3 separate regions of the Mus musculus genome follow, and all the other regions are linked to region 2. Evidence: chromatin contacts called from public Hi-C data. All regions are on one chromosome and are shown on one strand. The core of a region is the stretch at or near the end of the contact, and the rest is flanking DNA. Distances in the headings are between cores, read along the strand shown. Region 1 has its middle 19 kb from the start of Gm36855. Region 2 has its middle 3.8 kb from the start of Gm3898. Region 3 has its middle 55 kb from the start of Gm36855.

Region 1 (3,467 bases), core at 578-3,077, 290 kb after region 2:
GCCTGAAGCACCTTACTGTGTTTGTGTATTCCTTAGCCTCAGCCCACATTTGGCACATGCTCCCTTTGGCTGCTGACGGTGTAAACTCACTGCCAATGCGACTGCACTTTTGCCTGGTCAGTGGGCCAAAGGTTCTTAGCTTTGGCATCTCTCCTATCACAGTCTCCTCCTGCATCAGAAGTGAGATTTGCCCTCTGAAGTGGACTCCTGGCACGTCTTTGGGCTGAGTCCAAACCCACAGTCGTGGCTGGCATTTGACACTGAATCAGAGCCGTGCTTTGGGGGTCAATGTCACCAGATAGGTGGTCTCCCTTATCGATGGGACAGACTTGGCCCCCCGAATCTTGGCCTGACTTTGATCACTACCCGGCTGAGAAAGCCTGCTCAGCCAATTTGCTAATGTCTCAAAGCTGCTAGGCTGGCTAGAGTACCGGCTGACAGGCTAGAACTTCACACACTCTTCTGAGAAGCCGAAATAATAAGCCAAGCACATTTGTTTTTTCCATCCCAACTACAGAAGTAGCTGATAGCAGTTTATATTGAAAAAAAAGGGGGGGGCTAACTAAAATCAAATGAAAATCCTCAGCTTCCTTAAAAGAGTAAAAGATGTGATATGGCTGTCCAAAAAGCCAATGGCATCTTAGGGAATAGATTCAAAGTCTAGTGTTCAAGCAAGAGGGGATAGAATCCTTTGGGAATTCCTTTGGAGACCCATATTTGGAAAAGGCTTCCAAGATGACATCAAAGGGAAAGGACAATGGGAGAAGGGAAAAGCCTCTTCAAAGCTCCGGAGCTCCAGTCTGGGGTCAGCCAGTGAGACTGACAGAAGAGCGGAGTGTTGGACTTATCCAGATCCACCATGCTATGCAATGCGTGTCCAGGGCTCAGTACGCGCAAAGACTCAGCCCCCAGTTTCAAGCCCAGCTCTTCCTCCTGCTAAAATGTATCACTAAGCAATGACAGCCCAGAGATTCAGTTTCAATTTTGGTTAAATGGAGAGAAGAATACCCAGCTTGCTATTGGAAATAGTCTGTCCCAAGGGCTTAACACAGTACCAGGCACATGGCTGGCAACCACTGGCCTATGGTGATTAGCACTAAACACAGCGACCAAGTGCTTTCTCTGTACAGAAGTAGTTTCCCTGTGTGGAGAGTGTCAATACATCAGGAATGTTTGAGAGCTCTAGGTTGGAGGTTGAAATAACTGATTTTGGCCAGCTTAGGACAGTAATCTATTATTGGAACTGATATTCCCTGCTGGCCCACGGGTCCAGAAGTCTCTCTATTTGAATTAGTTTGTGTTTGCCCAATGTGTACCTACAGTCATAACTGTGTGTGTGCATGTGCATGTACGAGAGAGAGAGACAGAGACACAGAGACAGAGACACAGAGAGGCAGAGACAAAGACACACAGGGAGAATTCTAGCTGTGCATATGAGAGAGAAGTAGAAAAATCTAGTTGCATATGTGTGCATGTCTGTGTGAGAGAGAATATTCTAGCTGTGTGTGAGAAACATTCTAGTTGTGTCTGTCTGTCTGTCTGTCTGTCTGTCTGTCTGTCTGTGTCTCTACAGGGAACTATACCCTACTCTGTGATGCATCAGTTACCACGCACGAGGACATTCCATTTGGCAGCACAGATTCTATATGACCAGGTACGCGTTGACTTCAGCTCCCGGCCCTGGTCTTCATTCAAGCAGTATTCCCCTTGACTGAACACTGTCATGCCTGGGCTAGAGGGAGAGTTTATCAATAAGGTCCTGAGTGTTGATGATTCTTCTCAACAATGGAGGGTGGCCAGGCTTGGGGTCAGGGGTTTGATAGCACGTGACCAGCATCCTGGCCAGGATGCTCCTTCCACAAACAATTTTCGTAAGCACCCAGAATGTGGCCTAACCCTACTAGGCTTGCTTTCCAGGAGTTTTGTGTCCTTTTTTTCCTCTTAAAAAAATGATTTGTCTTATTTTTTAAATCTCTAAGTATGTGTGTCTATATGAATATATGTTATGAGTATATGAGGGTGCCTGAGGAGACCAGAGGAGAGAGTCAGGCCCCTGGAGCCATGGTTATAGGCTTCTGTGAGCAGCCTGGTGTGGGTGCTGGATCTGAGCTCGGATCTTCTGTCAGAGCAGCCAGCACTCTTCACTGCTGAGCCATCTCTCTAGACCGTTTCGTGCCTTTTCAAAGGCCTTTTCTCATCCCAACAGAAATCTCTTTCTGTTTCTTTTGCCAAACTGTCTCGGTAACCCCTCTCTCTGATCTGTACAGCCAGATCAGCTTTCGGTAGCAAGTACCTAGTAGGGCTGTGTCTGTGACGAGCCTACTGCCAACCAGCAGGACTTATAACAGCAGGAAAATCAGAGGCAAGCTACCTCAAAGTAGGAAAAACCCAACAGATGCCCATGCTGAGGGCAGGGTGGATAGGGGGTAAGAGATCAGTTTGGTCTCTCTGAGGGTCTGGTCTTGAGACTCAGTCCCACCTTAGTAAAGATTAGTGAAGTGAATCTGGTTCTGCGATCACTGAAGAATGCAAAAACTATCTCGGGACACTTCCCATCCACCCATGTGGGGAACTATCTGATAAAAAGGCAGAACACAAGGATATAGAGATGGCTTCAAGGTTAAGAGCTCTTTCTGCTCTGGCAGAGTCCCCAGGACAGGTGCTCACAACCACCTGTAACTCCGGCCAGCACCAGGGGACCCAAGGGATTCTTCTGTACTGTGAGGCCACCGTACTCACGTGTGCACAGGCTCACACAGCGACACATACACATATACATAATTTAAAAGTGAAGGTTTATGTATTTGAGGAGAAGGCTCTGCTGCTTTTGCAGAGCGCATGGGGTTGGTTCTCTTCACCCATGTAGTGGCTCACAACTGACGGCAACTCCAGTTCCAGGAGATCTGGCGCTCTCTGCTGCAGGCACACGCATGGTACATGCACTCAAAGACCTTGTACACATAAAATGTAATACATAAAAATCTTTTGAAAACACCTTGGAAAACTACAGGCAGCTTCTGGGCCCTCTTGTAGCTGGTGTTCCCACAGGCACTAAGTGGAGAGCTAGGCTTGTCTCTCCATCTACCTAGAAGCCGCCCAAGCCCTGGGAGGTTATCCCACACTACTAGTAGGGATAGGCCAGAGCCAATACTTCAGACAAGGATTTCACGTTTCAGACCTTACGCGGTCCCACACATCTGCACTTTGTCTGAAGCTACAGAATCATGTCTGGCACAGCTGGTCCACCCCTCCATGGCTGAATTCTTCTTTAACCTTCTAACTGGCTGTCAGAGTGTCTAGAAGTCTCCTCAGGGGCACAGCACTGTGTGCAATCCCTAGGGACTTCTTGGCTTACCCTGTTCCTTCATTTCCAGACCAATCCTCCTGCACAGCCAGGTCCCCTCCCCATCTGTAACAGCCAGGGCCTCTAGGCTGTCTGGCCAGGGAGCTTGGTATCTGGGATGGCA
Region 2 (3,427 bases), core at 320-2,819:
GGCAGTTCTGGGAGAGGGTGGGCCCAAGCACTAGAATCTCACCTTCCACCAGGGGGCGCTCTTGTCCTGAGCCGCCTTTGTTTCATTCTTCCTGGCCAAGACCCAGCTATATCTGGTACCCTGGGCCCAGCTGAAGAAGGCTGGCATTCAGGAGGTGCTGAGGAGGTGGAGCGGCAGGGGAATGAACACATTCCCTGTTTGGCTCAGAGCTCAGGTTTCCCTTCTACCAGTTTAGCTGTGGGGCACCGGCTATCCCAACATAGCATAAGCGAGAGAAAGCATTAGGGCCAAGGACTAGAGTCTCAGCCCCATTTGCACTCTCTGTCTATGGGTTAAGGCCCTGTTTCCTGAGCCTTAAACCATCACTCTCTGGGACCACGTTAGCAAAGGAGATGGCAACTGTCTCAATAAAGGGCTTGGTATCAAACTATGTAATACACAGCAAAACAAAAATATCCAGGAAGGGTTTGTATATGCATCAAGGGTTGGGGGTTTAGGAGAAACAAGGCTCAAAGAGGGCGTCAGGCTCTGAGCAAGGGTTCACACATGTGCAGGGCCAGGGTGAAGGCCTCTGACTTTGTTTCTTCTAGGTTTACCCTTTCAAAGTGTAGCTAGCTTCATTGTCCCCTGGCCCCATCCCACTGACCTGGAGGACTCCCCCCACCTCCCCACTTTGTGGACTAGGTACAAGTAGAAGGGAGAAAGGAGATCAGGAAAGAAGGCCAAGAGAAGAAGCTGGCTTATGTCTGTGGCTTGCCAGGCATTCTGCCCAGTGTCTTGGCTGGTTTCTGGTTTGTTTGATCTCTAAGCTTACAGAATTAGATAATGTTATTCTTGATGAGCAAAGTCCAGATTAGAGAGGTGAAGTAATTTGTTCAAAGTTCTCCAGGTGGTCAGGTGCAGACTGGCGTGTGGCTCTCCCTGACATAGGCTACAGGGCTTTCTTAGGGATCCTGGTTTCCACATGTAGCCTGGACCTGATGTGGCTTTCTTGTCCCTTTGCAGACAGGGCCCCACCTAGCCCCTGTCCGTTCCCCCCTTCACCCCTAGGGAGGGCCCCTGGTTGCTTTGTCTCTGAGCCTCCTCTTGACAGCTGTGAGGAGGGGGCCTGGCGCTGGCCCCAGCTGGAGCACTGGCATCAAGCCCCTAGACACTCTCTGGTTACACCGTGACAAATGTGTTCCCCAGTCTCAGCTCCACAGGGCTTAGAGCAGGCTCTGTCACCTGCAGGCAGCCGGACACGGCTGGGAGAAGAACCACTAAGAGCTAGAGAGAACTGGGAAAACATGTGGAAGAAAAGCGAGGGCTTCCACAAAGAACCTATGGTGTGCCCGGTCTAGTCTTTGCTAGTCTCAGGAGGCTGGTTGTGAGCCCCTTGTTCTACTGAGATTTTTTTCTCTCTTCTTCCTTCTCCTTTCCTCTGCTCCTTTTCTGGTCTCATATAACATGGGATGTCCTTGGGCTTTCTATGTAGCCTGGGCTGGCCTTAAACTCCTGATCCTACTGTCAACAAGCTGCTCTATCTATCCTGCAAACTGAGCACGTGAAATCCAGCGAGTCACAAAAGAGGCTCGGGCTCAGGCCTGGAGGCTGTGGACAGAGACAGACAGGGCTCTAAGCTCCTTCATGCACCAGCCTGGGGACTCACTGGGAGCTGAGGATCTTGCCCTCCCATGTGTTGTCCCAGTGACTGTGCTCATGTCTGGGGGCTATAGCCTGCTTCCCAGCCTGCTTGCCTGCTCCTGCTGCCTCTCTCACAAGCATACCATCAGCTCTAGATGCTGGGCTCTGAGGCAGGGACTTTTCCTTGGGTAAGGTGGGGTCAGACACAGACACAGCAAGTACCTCACTTTAAGATACTTGCCTTGGGTGTCTTCACAAAGCCCAGGATGAATATAGAGAAGAGAGATATTAGCCCTGGGAGTTCAGGTTTCGCAGAGTGTGAACCTTGCTGTAGGGATTTAAGAACCTAATTAGAGTTCCCAGAGGTCAAAAGGGACAGCAGGATAGTGGGGTGATTGTGCTACAGGGACAAGCATATGAAGAGTGGGGAGTACGAGAAGCCTCATTATTGAGTATGGTTGGGAAAGGGGCTCCAGTTAGGCATGGTGGGGCAGGAGGCTGGTAGTGGGGACAGGGGTGGGTGGGGATAGAGCGTGCTTAAAGGTTTAAATAGTTGCAACCTCTCTCATGCTGCCCCTGCCTGGGGACAGAGACCCCGCCTTTCTGAGCAGCTGCACTGACCAGGTTCTCCCAGTGTAGCCACCTCAGACTCAGAGGGCTATCCTGGGTGGGTCACTTCCTGTGGGGCAGGCCAATCGGGTGTGTCTGAGGGCAGTCTATGGATTCTACAGGCAAGTAGCTGTCCTGGTGGGAGAGGAGGAAGATAGAACTTTCATTCGGTAGGCTGGTTGGTTGGGGGTTGGGGTGGGAGGGACGGAGCAAGGGCTGGCTGAGTTCTCTGCTCAGGGCCCATCTAGTGGGTTACACGGTCATTTCCCCAGCCCAGATATAAAAGGTGGACTCTGCCTTTTGCTTAGAGAGAGAGCGCTCTGGGTTGACTCCAGATCTGAGGGCAAAATCCAGCATTCCACTGGGTCATCTCTAGGTCTCAGTGGAGCAGGCATATCATGATTATTTTCTTTCTTGGTCTTTTGAGACAGGGTTCTGCTATACAGCCCAGGCTGGATTTGAACTAACTGCTGCAATCTCCTGCCTCAGCCTCCCAATTATATCAGGAGCATCTAACTCATGATTCATTTTAATGTCATCGTTGTATGACCTGTTCCATGGGGACAGGAAGCTCCTTATGGTGCAGGTCAGAGCAGATGTGAAACTGGGCGAGGCAACATCCCAAGGCATCAGGAGTCCTGATGTGACTCAGTAATGAGCATCAGCCAAGCCTCTGCCCCTACAGGTCTGTGGCCTTGGCATCTGGACTGAGCTCTTCATGGGCATCTAGAGACCTAAGACCATGGGCTAACGTCCTAGCCCGAGCCCGGCCATGTCCCACACAGCCCTGCAGCTTGTTGCTTGTTCCGGCTCTCTAACTCTGTCCCATTTCAATTGTCTTCCTAGGTCCCCAAGGGTAGCCAGCTGCTATATCAGCACAGAGGGTTGTAGGAATCTCCCCTCTTCTGCCTAGGGATGAATACATCTCCCCTCTGCCTGTAGGAGCCAACTCAGGCTCTTCCTTTTGACCCAGGCTGGTATAGAATCCACCTAGAGGCATGTGGAGGAGCAGCCATGTCTTTTCTTGTTCTGGGCAGCCAATGGCTAGAGGGGTCAGACACAGACAAGCTCTACTCGTTCCTTCTCTTCCTTCTGCCCTGTGTTCTGCCACCAACATGGTCCTCAGCTGGGACAGCTAAGAGCCTCCGACCATCTAATTCTAGAGCCTCTGTCGCTCCTGTGTCTGCCCTGGTGG
Region 3 (3,614 bases), core at 931-3,430, 360 kb after region 2:
TCCCCAGCCTGGTGACTCTCTGCTTCGGGCAGGGCATACTCGTTGGAAGTCTAGTCTTGTGTGTCCAGTACAGGGCCTGTCAGATCTGATAGGCCAGCTGGTGGGATGGTAGGGGGCAGGGAGGGAAGGAGACAGGAGCAGGTGCTATGTCCTGTTGGTCATGAAATAGCTGATCCTAGATTGGGCTGTTGCAGCCATGCAAAAGACTCCAGCACAGCCTGCAGGCGTTTTGCCCTTCCCACCCACCTAGCCCTGATCCAACTCACTGCCAAGTACCCCCTGTAATGGGTTGTCCTCCAGGCCCCAGCCTGGCCTCCAGTGCACATGTTTATCCTCTGGCCAGTCCCCTGGGGCAACCAAGACTTAATGAACTGCCGAGTTGCCCAGGCAGCCTTTGATCCTAGCAGTTCAGCAGAGGAAATCGATACCATTAACAGAGAAAACCTGGTTGTGAAGTGAAGATTGAGGACAGGCCATTTGCCCATGTGACAGCCAACCCACCTGCTGCTGATGACACTGAGAGGGCATGGCCAGAGTCTGGACCTCTCTCCAGGAACTGAGAAAGGTGCTAGAGGGCTCAGAACATCCCCATACCGGGATTCAGAGGAGCCTGAGAGCATCCTGAGCAGGCTGGAAATGTTGAGAGCAATCAACAAACAGTGCAGTGAACACAGCTGAAGAGGAGCTGGACGGGAAGATGGGAAGGGGTCAGTGGGCAGGACGGAAGCAGAGAGGAGCTGCAACAAGGGTCAAGAGAAACGCCTAGCATAGGACCAGGAGCACCGTGTGGGCAGGAACCTGGTATGCTGCTTGCTATCCACTGATGTAGATACCATGCAACGGGCCAGCTCCAGAGAAGCCAGAGAGATCTGAAAAAGGAGGAATGTAGTAAGCAGCAAGTTGGGGTCCACATGGTGACCCCGCCCAGCCCACAATTCTGTCGTGCTCAGACTCAGCCCTGTGTCCTCACATCACACCTTAGAATGTACCCCAATGACAAATTCTCTCAGCCTCAAAGGGCTCCCACCCACTACCAGGGCCAGGGTAACAACTCTGTCAATATTTACATAAGTACTAGCTGGTTGTGTTACCCAGCGCTGTATTCTTGTCTTCAGGGGCAGCATCTCCCTGCTCTCTTCTCAGCATGGCAGGTGCTAAGGTCTGCAAACAGCTCCAAATTTCCATTTTATACTGAGCAGTGAGCTGGGTGTGGCCCCTACTCCACCTGGCCTCTTCTCTGGACACCACTGAACTGCAGTCCTGGACAGCAGACATAGCCACAAGCTCCTTCGTTCTGGAACCCTCCTGAGGTCCCAGAACTTGTAGATAGACGGTCACAGGTCTCCTGGTGCCAGGTTGGCCCAGAATCCACATTGAGAAGGAGGGAGTCTGTGATTGAGTGGCCTGGACTCTTGCCCTGCTCTGTGCCTTATGTCAGTCAGTCCCTTCCTCTTTGAGTTCCTGGGTTTCCTCATCTATGAGGTATAAATGGATCACATCTTACAAAAGGTTGTAGAACCCTAGCATCAGAGTGCATGTGTGGAAACGGCCCTGACTGTCTAGATGCACACAGCTGCTTCTTTTCCACTGCCAAAAATGGCCCACCACAGGAGCCCCATCCCGGGCCTGAGCTGGCCGATCCAGTTGCTTTGGGACAAGTCCTCTGACACTAGGGCTCATACAGAACAGGACCAGGACAGAATGAAGCCACGGGAAGAAACATCACAGACACCAGGAAGTATGTGACAGTGTTCAAAGGGTAGCGTTCGTTTGCAAACACCCTTGGTGGTCCCTATTTGAAAAGAACACTCTGGAACTGCAAACACCCTTAGCTAGAGGCTGGTATGGAAACCAGCAATGAAGTATAAAGACAGCAACAGATTCCCTTTGTCCTTCTCCGGGCCCCAGCTGAGAGCAGGTCCCTTAGGTATGTGGGCAGCACACTTCCCCACTCAGAGTCATAATCCCAGCCAGGAACACCTAAGAGGAGTCCCACCTGGTGCACACAGTAGGCCAGCTTTCACACCTAGCAGAGAGAGGCAAGGGGGTGCTCAGGTGTGACACACCCCACCACCACCACCAAAGAGCAAAGAGTCTGGCTCTGTTAGAGATCTCCTGCCTTTGCCACCCCCAGCTGGCCCCCCCCCCTAGCAAGCAGGAACCTTTGAGCCCTGTGGGGGAGGGACAAGGCAGGTGTTTTGATGTCTGCAGCCAGAGAACTGTCATTGCAGGGGGCAGGTCATGGGTCTGACAAAAGGGAATGATGCCAGCCAAAGGGGTGCATGCCAGTGCGACTTAACAGAAGCAAGTCCCAGCAGGGCAACTTGCACAGCCGTCTGAAGCAAGCACTGGTGGCCTTCTCCCCAGCTCTTCTCCAGGAAGATTGGGCTCTAAGATTCAGAGCCCAAGCAATGTCCACGGAGCAGCTCCCTGCTGCACACAGGCCCAGGAGTCTTCATAGTGGCAAAGGTCATCTCGCCCCATGAAAAGGTCTCTCAGCCTCTGGCCAGGAGTGTGAGGTCCTCTTCTGAAGCTGTATCTAGGGACTGTGTTGGGCAGATCTTGCAGTGGGAAGGCAGATTTTAAAGGTGTCAGTTTCTCATACTTCTGCACCACCAGATAGGAACACAGTGGTCACACCAAAGCTAGAAGGATCCTGACAGCCATCCACCACTCATCTCCGTTCACGAGCCCCAGAGGCAAGAGCACATCATTGGTGTGACCTTAAAAGGGAGCCCCTCATGTCACCAGCCTCCACCTTGCTCCAGATCTCACATCCTCCTGTCCCTCAGACTCCTAGGATGAAATCAGGAAGGACAAATGGACTGGAGGCTGAGATGGATTCTGTAGGACATTTGCAGGAATCGAGATTCCCAGAGGATTGTGGGAGCCCCCCTGGGGACTGAGGACTGTGGCAAGACAAGAGAGGAGGCAGCTGGTGCCAGCACAACACAGCCTCTCCCGGGACTGCCCAAGTCATGCTATTCTGTCACGTCAGATCCCGGAGGCCAGATCTGCCACTTATTTCCTGTGGTCCACAGTTATGGAATCTCCCAAGCCTTAGTTTCCTCCTCTGGAAAGTGTGTATGCTAATCCACTTCCCAGGTTCCCGAGCCCCAGTGTGGCATGTGCCATAGGACATGTGGCTCCCACTAGACACGCTCCACAGTTGCCCTCTCCATTTTCCTTCTCCCTTCTCTTTCTGGACTTCAGTTTAATGAACTGAGAAAGTCTGAGAAGCCTTCATGGATTCTCTCATGTTTGTGATCACTATTTCCAACCACACGGTCACCTTTATAATCTCTACTGGAGCAAGCACACACATTCCACAAAACACTCCTTTATCATACATGTGTGTACATATGTACACATATACACACAGCATACACACACACAACACACACTATTCACAATAAGCATATGTACCACACTTTATACACATACATACATAGCATACCACACACAGCATACACATACACCATTCACATGGACATACACAGATACACGCCACACACTGCACATACCCACCATTCACATGCATATACACACATACACATGCATACATACACATAAACATACACGTACTATACACACACATGCACACATCATACCAC

Evidence for each region. Hi-C and Micro-C count contacts between places; a contact is called where the count stands out from the background.
Region 1: a contact with region 2 is called in a Hi-C map of liver, with 2.6 times the contacts expected there. The contact joins two enhancer-like sites. A contact is called at or near these places in 1 of 15 datasets of contacts at CTCF or cohesin (pro-B cells), 12 of 484 Hi-C or Micro-C datasets (the 63-12 cell line, embryonic stem cells and liver), 1 of 115 datasets of contacts at active chromatin or transcription factors (embryonic stem cells) and 1 of 9 other capture datasets (embryonic stem cells).
Region 3: a Hi-C map of liver shows a contact between it and region 2, with 1.7 times the contacts expected there. The contact joins two enhancer-like sites. A contact is called at or near these places in 2 of 484 Hi-C or Micro-C datasets (embryonic stem cells and liver) and 2 of 9 other capture datasets (adipose tissue and embryonic stem cells).

What each region holds. Positions count from the first base shown.
Region 1 is chr9:43,538,086-43,541,552 of GRCm38.p6, reverse strand. No RefSeq gene overlaps it. Among named protein-coding and RNA genes, the nearest start is that of Gm36855, 19 kb to the right of the region's middle. Within about 2 kb of position 1,827, at least 2 of the 459 cell types and tissues checked have an H3K27ac peak or open chromatin away from gene starts, as enhancers often do. A contact at or near this core is called in liver, where this site is marked.
Region 2 is chr9:43,824,468-43,827,894 of GRCm38.p6, reverse strand. No RefSeq gene overlaps it. Among named protein-coding and RNA genes, the nearest start is that of Gm3898, 3.8 kb to the left of the region's middle. Within about 2 kb of position 1,569, at least 18 of the 459 cell types and tissues checked have an H3K27ac peak or open chromatin away from gene starts, as enhancers often do. A contact at or near this core is called in liver, where this site is marked.
Region 3 is chr9:43,463,902-43,467,515 of GRCm38.p6, reverse strand. No RefSeq gene overlaps it. Among named protein-coding and RNA genes, the nearest start is that of Gm36855, 55 kb to the left of the region's middle. Within about 2 kb of position 2,180, at least 8 of the 459 cell types and tissues checked have an H3K27ac peak or open chromatin away from gene starts, as enhancers often do. A contact at or near this core is called in liver, where this site is marked.